Regions from separate parts of the Zea mays genome. Here region 1 is linked to region 2. The links are chromatin contacts, called in public Hi-C maps. All regions are on one chromosome and are shown on one strand. The core of a region is the stretch at or near the end of the contact, and the rest is flanking DNA. Distances in the headings are between cores, read along the strand shown. Region 1 holds the start of LOC100284803 (40S ribosomal protein S29). Region 2 has its middle 18 kb from the start of LOC100286003.

Region 1 (3,248 bases), core at 87-2,586, 420 kb after region 2:
ATACGAACAATGACTGCAGCCTTCTAAAATGAAGGCATCTAATCCACGTACAACTATTATGACACCTTAGCCATCCAAATATGAGAGTAGAAGACAAGAAAGCTTAGGCAAAGCACAGGTAACTCATAATCAGTATAACAAACAAAGCTTCAGTTCTCCATCACAAACATGGCGGACTTAAATAGCAGAGTTCTGAAGGGAACATCTAAATGACAGTAATTAAAATTGTGGCATCGCCTCTACTACACTGTCCAAGAGATGGCATTCAGATAGCCCGCCCAGCTGACTTCAGCGGTACTGCAACAAAAACATAGACAATGCATTAGTTAATCAGTGATAGCAAGTCCAACCTAACTGGAGAAATTTCAAAACATTGCCATTGGCAACCAAATAATTGTCAGCATTTTAAGCATCATAACAAGAAAACATATAACCACAATTCATTCTTTAATTAAAAAAAGAATAGCAGCAGTATAGGTCAAATTTCAACAAAATACAATGGATGCGCTTGCAAGAAAGTAACATATCGTCAAAGAAAACTGTCTAAATAAATAGAAATACCAGAGTGCAAAATGTCCTCATCGAGCTGGCAGTAACTAACTCAAAAAAATATAATAGAACTATCAACTATATAGATTAGTATCAGACACTATGCACCATAGAACCATGGAGCACTGAAATCAGTATAGTGTATTGTTTTGGCGGCACCTGTTCCAGTATATTCAGTATAAATACCATGGTAAGCATCAATCACGCAGCTGTTTGAAGCTTATATTGTATACCTTGATGAAGCCAATGTCCTTGGCGTTGCTGCGGAAGCACTGCCTGCAGCACATCAGCCCGTACTTCCTGATCAGTCCATGAGGGTTCGCACAGACCCGGCTGCAAAAGCGAACAAGTACATCAGCACACTTACCAAAACAACACCACAAAATACTTGTGTCATACTCCATAACAACATGAATACAGACAAGTTCATAATTCCACTGGATGTACTAATCCACAATAGTCCAATCGATACACAAGCTCGAACACCATCGATCCTAGCGACGACAGCAGCTGCAAAAACCCTATCGACGGAGGAACCTAAATCCCAACCGAGCGAAAAGAATACTAACCCTACAACTTGGATTCGTTCAAAGCTATCATGCGGGAGAGAAACCCAATCAAACCCCTAACGCTACGCACCATGGCAAAAGGGAACGCACGTACCAGACGCGGGATCCGGGCCCGTAGTTCTTGGGGTGCGAGTTCCACACGTTGGAGTGCCCCATCGCCTCTTACTTCCGCCGCCGCAATCGCTCGTGAGGAATAGATGGAGAGTGGCGGTGCCGTTTGGAGAAGCGGAAGTTTATATAGCAGACGCCGCGAGCTAAACCCTAACGCAGGAGCTTGTCCGATTGGGCCGAGCAATCCGTGGTTCCATAGTCCTATTATTGGGCCGAAATGAAGCTCCTGGTCCAGTTTCTTTGTGGTTCAGTCCAACTCTCTCTATATCTGTACATTTGGGCTGGTCTGGCACGTCACGGCACATAGCACGGTCCATAAAGGCACGGCTCGCAAAAGCATATCTTTACTACTCTATAAAAGAGCAAAGTAAGCGTCCACCACCGCTTCGTGGCTCCGCTCCCGCACCCGTCCTCGCGATGCCCGCCCAGTCCCCGTAACGCACGCCGCGGTCCCCCACGCCCTCGGCAAGGGCGTTCGCCCCAAATCCGCGTCCCTGCCATCTTCCGCCCCGGATCCGCGTCCACATCCACACTCTCCATGGAAGGCGTCCGTGATGCTCACGTCATCCCTAAACCCTGCTCGGTCTCCATGGAAGGGTCCTCCACCTTCGCCCCAGATCCGCGTCCCAGCCATCCTCCACCTCGGATCCGCGTCCGCGTCCACGCTCCCCGCTCGGTCTCCATGGAAAGGTCCTCCACCCGCGGACCTCGCCCCCACCGCACTCGTCCTCTATATGGGGGAGAAGTTTCCATCCAAATATTTGGGGCAGACCTCCTCGCCCCGCATCTCCCTTGCCATCCACGGATCTGGCCCCGCCCCGGATTCTGCTCGCGTTAAGGGCCAGTACTCGGCGCGGGCGGCCCAGAGCGCAGCGCTGGTCGCGTACCGGTGCCTCAGCGGCAGCCCCAAGAACCGGCTGGACATGTCCACCGTCGTCCAGGCGCTGGAGCCCCTGCTCGACCTTGACGACGACGTGCCTGTGGCACCCCTGGGCCACGCCGGCCCCGTCGTGTTATTCGTAGCGGCCGTCGTGGAGGAGAAGAAGGAGCGGGCCCCAAGGAAGGACGTCCTCGGCCACCGGCGCAGGTCCATGTCGCCCAAGGCGAGCCCTAGGAAGCACCCCAGCGCCGGCACCAAGGACGAGTTCTGGGTGTGGCATCTGCCGACCGACCAGAAGACACGTCCGAGCTTGGGCGGTGTTGTGCAAGCGTGTGCGTGAGGCAAGCTGGCGAGGTGCTATTGGGGCTGAGATTGTGCCTTGGACCAAATTATTGTTTTTCAGTCTGCTGTTACGGTGAGATGAGATGCAGAGTGTCGCCGTCGTCGGTCTCCGACTCCTGCGGAAGAAGCTCAGCAGACCCCTACGGTGTCCCAGAATTCGGGTGGCGGGACATTCGCCGGTACAAGCAGTTCCGGTCAGTCGACACGAACATTTCTACCGGCGACGACTCCGCTCTTGGCCAGAGACTGAAGTGAGTTTCCATTGATCGGTAACTACTACTCCTTCCGTTGCAAATCAAATACATTTCGTACTGTAAAAGATTAGATATATACTAATAATCATTGCCTTTACGAGAAGAGGATGTAGAAAAAAGATAACTGAAGTTAAATAGTCTAACTCTAAAATATGTACTTATTTTAGAACAAATTGGGAGTACTACTGATCTGTTGGTGCAAGCTACATTTGACTGTACAAATAATAATATGCACACAGACAATAGATTAGAACAAGAGACCAACATAAAGGGTACTATCCATAACATCAACAGCAAAAAGCCTCAAACGAAAAGGGTACTATCCATAACCACTGGGGAAGAGTTCAAAAGCACCGAATATTTCTGTCTCCTGGCTATGAGTAGGATTACATTTATACGGTATCCAAAATAATTTGTAGTCAGCATTTATTGGACAGATGCACAAAAGAAAAGACAGCCAAACTCTTGGTTACTGAAAATCATTGCTGCAATAGCTCGAGTACTCAGCAATCCGAAGGAAAAAACACTTGCAGGTCCTTGTAC
Region 2 (3,630 bases), core at 637-3,136:
GTCCATTGTGGTGCCACCGACCACGCCTTGCCAGTTCTGCGCTTGTCGGAGCTCGGATGCGGTGGGAGAGGGGCAGACGACTGCCCAGGGGAACTCGCCCGCGACGGCCATTAGGGGAGCTTGGAGAGGGGCGGCGCTGGTGTCCTTGGATCCATCAGCGTCGACCTCGCGAGCTAGGGCTAACGTAGATCCGGACATGGGCAGTCGTCCGCCAAAGCGACGAACGCGACGACGTCCTCGGCGCACCCGACGTGCGCCACGCCGATCTCCACGGAGGGCCTGCCGCGCCCTCCCCCTGCACGATGGTCGACATCACGAAGCCGCCCAGGGCCATAGCGCGTGGCCCAACTCGCCGCTGCCCCGCCTGGGGGATCCGGCTGTGGTCAGGTCGATGGCGAACCGACCGCCTCAGGCCGCTGGGACGCCGGACTCGGCCACGCACACGCCCGAGCCCGCGATGTTGCTGTTGTGGTCGGGCACCAGCTCGAAGCGGTAGCCCAGCTGAGCATCCCCGGAGCGGAGTCGGTGTGGATGCCGCATAGGTTTCGCGGAGGCGGGGGCACACGCGGAGAGGGGAGGCGGGGGCACGAAGATGGTCTACACTATTGCCTTAATAGATAGTAGAGATAATGATACTTCCCACAATGCACTGCATGACAGGTTAAGGTTTAATTCCATAATTTACTCATACGAGGGTCCGAACAACTCTTGACCATGAGCACGACTGATATACCAGTTTTATACTCTGCAGAGGTTGGACATCTTTACCCACAAGTCGTGTACCCTTTTTGCTCGGGGTTGTATGAACCCTTAGACACTTCCAAGGTGAGTTGGCGAGGGTACACTACGAGGCCTTACAAAGTTCCACTAGCATAAGAAAACCCGCTTCAGTTTTAGTCAGGAGGGGCGATATAGGAACCCCTCGTCCAAAAAGCTATGACAGACATATCGACCTGAGAACCGCCCTATACCGACAGCTTCTAACACCTCCCTTACCCCTTTCGGGAAAGAATTAACTCATACTAGCTTTCCTAATTAATTGGCCAAGGGCGCCCCATTTCACCCTTGTGGTAGCACTGTTTTCTCGGATGGTTCTCCATGTTCCAATTAACAAAATAATCTTATCATGAACAATAAAGAATCCATTGATAGTAATAATAAAGCATGATCATATTTCATATATTGCATTAATCCCAAAATCAGGTAGAGAAATAGCAAGACTATTCAATAATTATTTTGTATGCAAGGTGTAGGGTAAACAAAACTAGGTAACCTATTAGGTCCCATCAATTTAACCTAAACATGTCATGGTGATTATCAGAAACATAAACATTCCTAGATCAGAAAATGATCAAGAACACAACTTGCGTTCTCAGAGCTCATGCTCAGAATCTTCAACTTGCGGTGCTCCAGGTTCCTTGCTCACTTGCTCGTTTACTCGCCGCAATACAAACACACATTTTATAGAAAAAATTAACATCACACCAAACAAGAGAATACAATGCATAATATTATTCTACGCATCTCAAGGAATTCGTAGGTTCGAGAACCACTGAAATCAGAGTTAATACGTGAGAGATATGAATTATCTAAGTTATTGGATTTTAATCTATACTAATAATTAATTTTTAGAGGATTGTTCTGTTTTTCAAATTCATTTTTTTATTTTCTTCGACTAGGGACAACGAGTTATATTCCATAAGAGTTTGGGGTGAATTCTGTTAAAAACAGGACTCGTCGACAAATGTTTTACCATAGAGAGGGACTATGGGCGAAATAGGCAAAAAACCAGGGTCTCTTTAGCAAAAATGCCAACCGATGGGGTATCGGTGCGTGTGAGCCACACGATTTAATCTGGGCGGTCTAGATTAAATCCACCACATAATGAATTGGTATAAGATCCGAGCTGTCGGTTTAAAGATCTTCGGCCGAGATTTTATTTAAGATAGATCTTATCTCCTCCATCCATCCTCCAATCGACGATCGGGATAAAGAACCACGAAGCGGTGTTCATCTTTTAATCGCAGTCGTATGTCCAGGGATCAATGACTTGACTTCATCTCCCTCCATGACGGTAATAGGTGGCGGCGCCTAGCCCCAAGGCTGCGCCCTTGCCGGCCAACCCAAGCTCGAGCACCCACAATGAGCGCTGACACAAGCTATATAACGCTAGGGGTGACCATGAATTGAATGAGAGCATCCTCATCTAGGATTGGGAGGTAGAAGATGCTATCCACGATGTCCGTGCATTTCGCGGTGGTGGAAAATCTACGACGAGAAACCCCGGGCACCCGAGCCGCTAATCCTGCGAGAGAAGCCCACGTAGACCTTCCCTGCACCTTGGTAAAGCTCCCTGATCATTCGCCAATGGCTGAGCGGTGGTGCGTGACCAATAGCGTTGTTTGGTGGCTCCCTTCGACTCTCTCTGTTCCGTCGCACACTCTCGGAACTATGCCAGAACTCGCATGAATGGCCAGTGATGCGAGATAGGCACATATTTATACCCTACGCAAAGTAGGTGGATAGGTCTGATTCGATTGGACGATTTCCTAGCTGGATAGGCACATATTTATACCCTACGCAAAGTTAGTGGATAGGTCTGAGTCGATTGGATGATTTCCTAGCTGGAGATTTGGCGATTGGTTACGATCACAGTGAGTTCACTGTGGAGAAGACGTGTCTCATCGCCTGACCCCACACAGTAGAGACCTAGCTCATGTGTGAGACGTGTTTAGTTTGGCGAGGCCCACGCGGCAGAGGCAGAGGCGAGCGACATGCGCGGCGGTAGGGACTGACGTTGGTACCCCACATATTGGCACAAATTTTAAAGTTGGGCTTGTGAGCGGATGCGGCCCAAGCAGGCGTAGGTGAATTGTATTGAGTTGAGGCCTATATATACTTCACATAACCGGTCATTTGGAGGTGTGGGAGCTCAAGCAACATACCAAGACATATTGTAGACATTTCTAAGTGCTTATACACCCAAGTGCTTAATAGAATCACTCGGTGATTAGCGTAGGTGCTTTGCGAAGTGCTTATGTTAGTTAGACCGCTTATGCGCTTGCTCTAGGTGAATCCTAGTTAGTTGAGTGAGTTTAGAAAAACCATACAACCCCTCGGCTCTTGCGCAAGTCATTGTAATTGTATTGAGTGTGGTGAGAGTCTTGCGAGACAGTGACAACCGAGTTTATGTCATGGCCGCCACCATGTACCGATGGAAACGAGGCCCGCTACGTTTCGGCCGGAAGTTCGATAGTGGAGACGGTGGGGAGCGTCCGAGAGGAACCAGAAGCGGAGCACCACTTGCACATGGAGAAGGCCCGTGGCTCTCTATGGAGTTACTTGACCGAGGTGCTTGGCCCTTGCATGGGCTACCCTTTGCATAAGGGCACCAACGAGGATTAGTCGGAACCTTGCGTGGTTCCAGATTCCTCGGTAAAAATATCGGCGTCATCCACGAGAGTTTACATCTCTACCTTACTCTTTACCTTCCGCATTTATATTAAGTATTTAAGTTTCAATCTCGCTTTTCTAGTTAGATTATTTAGGATTGAAACTTAGGATTTGCGGTAGAGATAGCAACACTTAGACAAAACCTAATTTGCACATTCTAGATTGTTTAATTGGATA

The links. Hi-C and Micro-C count contacts between places; a contact is called where the count stands out from the background.
Region 1: a Hi-C map of leaf shows a contact between it and region 2, with 3 times the contacts expected there. The contact joins the promoter of LOC100284803 here to the enhancer-like site in region 2. A contact is called at or near these places in 4 of 25 Hi-C or Micro-C datasets (ear, endosperm, leaf and 1 more).

What each region holds. Positions count from the first base shown.
Region 1 is chr3:136,330,351-136,333,598 of Zm-B73-REFERENCE-NAM-5.0, forward strand. It overlaps LOC100284803 (40S ribosomal protein S29), which reads right to left and starts at 1,337. Exons shown (of 3, transcript NM_001157698.3): 1 at 1,213-1,337; 2 at 783-882; 3 at 104-297. The coding sequence starts at 1,274. The coding sequence ends at 289. It overlaps LOC103650593, which reads right to left. Exons shown (of 4, transcript XM_008676161.2): 4 at 3,118-3,248.
Region 2 is chr3:135,906,170-135,909,799 of Zm-B73-REFERENCE-NAM-5.0, forward strand. It overlaps the pseudogene LOC103652201. Among protein-coding and RNA genes, the nearest start is that of LOC100286003, 18 kb to the left of the region's middle. Within about 2 kb of position 1,887, at least 17 of the 20 cell types and tissues checked have an H3K27ac peak or open chromatin away from gene starts, as enhancers often do. A contact at or near this core is called in ear, endosperm, leaf and 1 more, where this site is marked.